2 separate regions of the Zea mays genome follow, and region 1 is linked to region 2. Evidence: chromatin contacts called from public Hi-C data. All regions are on one chromosome and are shown on one strand. The core of a region is the stretch at or near the end of the contact, and the rest is flanking DNA. Distances in the headings are between cores, read along the strand shown. Region 1 holds the start of LOC100283719. Region 2 holds the start of LOC103650099 (protein FAM91A1).

The links. Hi-C and Micro-C count contacts between places; a contact is called where the count stands out from the background.
Region 1: a Hi-C map of leaf shows a contact between it and region 2, with 4 times the contacts expected there. The contact joins the promoter of LOC100283719 here to the promoter of LOC103650099 in region 2. A contact is called at or near these places in 7 of 25 Hi-C or Micro-C datasets (bundle sheath, ear, endosperm and 2 more).

The regions. Positions count from the first base shown.
Region 1 is chr3:54,603,279-54,605,978 of Zm-B73-REFERENCE-NAM-5.0, forward strand. LOC100283719 reads right to left here and starts at 1,350. Exons shown (of 8, transcript NM_001371961.1): 1 at 1,223-1,350; 2 at 915-1,158; 3 at 676-747; 4 at 270-337. The coding sequence starts at 1,031.
Region 2 is chr3:54,461,261-54,463,960 of Zm-B73-REFERENCE-NAM-5.0, forward strand. LOC103650099 (protein FAM91A1) reads left to right here and starts at 1,342. Exons shown (of 12, transcript XR_004857137.1): 1 at 1,342-1,835.

The DNA of each region.
Region 1 (2,700 bases), core at 100-2,599, 140 kb after region 2:
TTCCGTTTAATCAATCGATGGAATGGGAGATAAAGATGGGTTGGCCAGCAACCGCGCTCGGTTCAGATGAGATGAGGTTGATGCCAAACAAAAATGAACGAAGGAATGGATGAATGAATGAAATGGGCGAAGTGGATGTTCTGATGACAGTTACTATATTATGGAACAACTACAGCTGACCAGTGACCACCTACAATTAAGCACAGCATTCGCCCTGATAGATAGCCTTAATGCGCACAGTTACCAGAGAGAGATAGAGAAGGAGGCACCTGATGGTCACCGCGACATCAGCAGGTTGGGTTTTCTTGGGAGGAACGGTGTAGCCTGGCTCAAAGTTCTGTCAGTAAAAAAAAGCACGGCTGTTAGACAAAAGGCGAAGCTTCACAATACTTGGACTCTGAGAAAGGTACAATACTTTGCTGCAATAAATAAATAAATAAACAAAAGCACTTTGCACGCTGTGATCAGCAGGGGAGACTTGCACGGGGGGGGGGGGGGGGGGGGGGGGGGGCAAATTGCTTAACCTTCATCACCCGGATCAAAATTTCCCCCGTCCAACACAAGCGGAGAAGTTGCGTGGATAAAACAGTGAGCGACGACGGCGGGTGAATAACAGGCGAAGGAATCTGAAAATTGCTGCTGGGCGCGATCGACTCGGGCGCGACGAAAACAAACCTGGAGGCAAATCTCGCAGACGGCGCTTCCCTTCTCGTCGCACCACCTCTGCACGCATCCCCTGTGAGCGTACTGCAGGCGCGAGGGGAGGAACAACAGACACGTCGTCGTTCAGATGGCTTGGCCGGTGCAGCGAGTTCACGAGACACGCAGCAGGCGGAGCGCGCGCAGAGCATCATCAGGTCATGCGCCGCATGCTGCTGTAGCCGCCCGCATAGAGGATAGAGGAGGACACATACCTTGAGGGAGCCGGAGCAGGCGCAGGGCGACTCCATGGCGGAGCGCCGCTCGTCCTCCTCGTCGTGGCAAATCCTGCACTGCCGCAGCGAGGAGGAGCACGCTTCCTCTTGCTCCATCTTCTTCTTCTCTTCTTCTTCCTCGCTCTCTCTCTCTGAGCCTCCGTGTCTCTCTGGTCGTTGGCTGCTTTGCCTTTGCTCCCTTCCCTCCCTCACACCATCCCCTCTCTCTCTCTCTACCCTGGACCTGGACGCAACGGAAATGGCTTTAAATAATCTGGAAGGAGGAAAGGAAGCGAGGTGGGTCCCACCTGCACCAGGAACGGCCGCGGCAGCTCGTAGTTAGTCCCGGTCCTCCGCGGCAGGCGTGGCTCTCCAGTTAGCATTCCTCCGGTGCGACTGCGAGCTGGGGGGGCTCGATGCATCATGCATGCGTCTGCCTCTGCGCCCGCTTCTGCGTCGATTTTTTTCCCCATACGCGTGTGTGTGTATATAGGCAGCAGTACTCAAGTGCTACTTTCCCCTGTGTCAGTCAGTCAGACTTCGTTCCTTGATGCGAACGGTAGTGGGCTACTCCGACTTTATAAAGCCTTTTTTTCTCTTTGCAGCGTGTGGTATTTTCTTAATAAGAAATTAGGCATCCAGATCTAAAGGTTATCGAAAAATCGTGGATTCCAAGTCGAATACGGTCCGAATTATAGAAGACAGTGGAAGAAAAAAAAAACAGAAGCGAAGAATCAAACCCGCTAATTCTGAATAGTAAGGACGCAAAATCCAACTATAAAATCGAGATTTTGACAACCATGTGAGATGCAGCCACAAGTGAGGTGAGGTTGTTAAGGATGGCCACCGGAAAAGGTTATGGAAGAGACACTCGATCGTTATGATGCGTCAGTGGCGGCGTATGGTAGTGGGTGGGTGTGTGGGTGGGTGGAGAGCGAAAAGGTTACCGTAACTGAAGACACAAAAAATAAATAAATAAATCCAGTAGTTTGATGAAATGTTCAAGGAGATCTCAAACTATTAAAACATCTTCTACAACCGGAAACACAAATGTTGAATGACCGAAAGTGGTTCACGTACGATCCACCACCCGTATAACTGGATTAGACCAACCTTAACCTACAATTGTTGTTACTTCTCGTTCTGAACTAAAGAAGCATGAGTCAAACACGTTGCCTTATTTGTACCTAAGTTTAACACTAGAGTCATACGTGTAGCGACGCTCGTCTAGCTAACACCGTCAAAGATGACCTATGATTAATGGCCCACCTATTTTCCTAATTCGACGGCATGCATGCCAAAGGGGAGTAATCAAATGGCGAGCACTTTCTTTTTTCTACGTGCCAAATTTTAAGTGGTGACGTGAGCCTTCCTCATTCATCTATGGTATGTTAAGACAACCATTCCAGCATCCCCATACATAAGACTGGTGTCAATGTTCCGTACACGTGTCAAACCTATCGGTCGGGCATCACACCCGCCAATGGTGTGCTAGCGTTGAGCGGCACAGGCGCAGTCTATGAGGTCGTCGACCAGCCGGCAGGATCAGTACCCACTGACCGCTTTGGAGTCACGATCGATCCATATTGACCAGTCCGTATCGCTCATCGTATTGCTATCATGGTCCGTAGCAATTTCAGAATGGAGAAGTGCTTGAGCTCATTCACACAACCCTCACTTCAGATGTCTATACCACCTCCTCATTCTTCTCTCAACCCTCACTTCAATATATAAAAGTTTTTTACCGTTGAGATTGGCAACTAGCATATGTAGGATGTGTTGAAAT
Region 2 (2,700 bases), core at 92-2,591:
ATCTGTCATTCTGCAGAAAACTAAATTCGAGATCAAAACCTAACCCCACATCTAATCCAACCTCTAATCCTTTAATTCCCATGATCCACAACCTCCAAAAGCACATAATTACAGAGAGGAACAATGATCTCATCCATACCTAGGGTTTCCCCAAGAAATTCTGCAATAAGAGATGGGGAAGAGCATCTCCTTGATCCTCTCTTCCCCTTCAATTCAACGTGCTCCTCCTCTTCTCGATCCTTGCTGCGCGGGGGGAGATCTAGAGAGAGGAGGAAGCCATGGAGAGAGGCTGCCATGGGAGGAGAGGACGACCAGCCCAAGGGGAAAGGAGGGAGGGGCGGCCAAGTGTGGGAGGGGGGAGGAAGGGGTGGCAGCCAAGTAGGGGCAAAAGGGGAAAAGGCCACCACTAGGGCTTTCTTTGCGGGAGAAAAGAAGAGACACCATAGATGACTCCGACTTAGCATCCAACGGCCCACAACCCTTTTCCCACATCCACACACTGAAGATCAACCTTTAGCAACATTTTTTTGGGATATTATATAAAGTTGTCCTTTCCTTCCTCTATCCTATTAGCTAAACTTCGAAAGCTTCTTGTGGCTTTATTCAACTTTATCAAGCATGCACACACGTTGGTTGGTTGCCTGAAGCTTCCTTCTTCGGGTGCATGCACACCAACAATTTTGGCCAAACCTATCTTCGACATTAGTCATGCAATCATATAAAACAAGATAAAACAATTATAAGGTTAATGTTTTGAAGACCTTAAAGTCCCCAACAGTGGAGAAGAGGACTGTAAATAGTTATGGACCCATTTAGATCATACTTTCTCCGTTTCTTTTTAGTTGTTGCTAGATAGTTCAATTTTGTACTATCCAGCGACAACTAAAACGAAACGGAGGCAGTATAGACTAATTTTTAGTCCTGTCACATTAAAAGTTTGAATACTAGTTAGAAGTATTAAATATAATTTAATTATAAAACTAATTACATAGATAAACATAAAATGAGAAGACGAGTTTATTAAATCTAATTAGTCGATGATTCACTCATGTGATGTTATATTAAACATTTGCTAATCATAGATTAACTAGCGTTAATAAATTTGTCCCGTCGTTTAGTTCTCACCTCTTCATCTATATAATTAGTTTATAATTAGACTATATTTAACATTTATAATTAGCATTTAAACTGTAAATGTAATATGGACTAAACTTTAGTCAACCAAACACTTCTAAGACCAGATCAATGTATCTATTTTCTTACCTATATTTAAAATCCACTATGTAAATATTGCGATCAATAATGTAAACTATTTATTTGAACACACCACCCGCGGACGTTACCCGAACCGGCATCGCGGAAACCGGACTGACCACGGTGCCGGTACGACCGTACGAGTTTCGAAGGTTTGTCTCGTCCTGCTGCGGGCTGCGCGGACTAGAGACCGCCAATTTGCTTCCCTCCCCGCCGCGCTACTGTACATACTCTGCAAGCCACCGCAGTCCGCAGCGCGCCACCGCCTGGGGCACGCCACGGTGCCACGGACGGTGTCGCCGTGCTCGAACCCGCGTCACGGAATAGCAGCGTCCTCACGGCTCACGCTCCCGGACTTCACTCGCCCGTTCTCCGTGATATCGCGATCTGATCTCGCCCAGCGCAGCAGCCAGATCCGCCCCATCCAGCCACCAGTTTCGCGGCGGAGGGTGGAGGTGGAGGATGTCGGCGACGGTGGAGGAGCAGATGGTGGTGAAGGCGATCCGGGAGGAGTGCCCCTGGGAGTCGCTCCCCAAGCGCCTCCAGTCCACGCTCCAGACCAAGGACGAGTGGCACCGCAGGTACTCACTTCTTTGCTCTTGCCCTCTATGGATTTGCTCTGCTGCATTTCTGATGTAATCAGCTACGCTTAGTTTTGAGCTCTGATAGTCCTAGTACTAGTAGACGCCAACGCTGTGTGAAATGGCTGCTCTTGTGGCACTTATTTGGATCTCGTTCTCAACTACTCCCTATCTAAAAAAGTCAAAACGTCTAATAATCCGGAACCGAGGGAGTAGCTGTTTTGAGGTCCTCAATTTTGGCCGGGACAGTTGTAGTCGTCGTCTAGCAGGTCATACGGTGATTCATTGGCTCGTTTGATTACTAGGTCTCTTGGTGTTACTCTTTCCTAACAAGGACACTGTTGGAGTAGCCGAATTGAACTATGAGCGCCTTGATTGGATAATTCTGCGACTTGAAGTGACTTAATGTTTCCTAACAAGTGACTTGAAAGCAAAGTTTGGTTAATTGTGCAACCTTAGTTCTTACTGTTTTGTTACATACATTGCTTGCTAGCCTGCTGGGTGCTGGCTACTAGTGATGTTTTACTGCTTGAAACATAGGTGGCACAACATTTCTTAACAGGAAAGTAGTTCTATAGCGCCAAACGATTTCCACCTCGGGGAAATACAATTAAAGATTCACTGTTTCATAAAATACCACTGAAAATCAATCCATTCTCGAAAATACCACTCCGCTACCTTTTGCAGTTAACTGGAAATCTTCCTCTCTATTGTCTAAGTGAATTGTCATTTCTACCTACATCTTCCACTCATTCTCCATGCAGCAGCAGCATTGTTGGCCACACGGGTATGCTTGTGGTGCACTCTCACTGCCGGCCACGGTCACGTTGCTTTACCAGGTATTGGCACTCACATAGGGATCAAA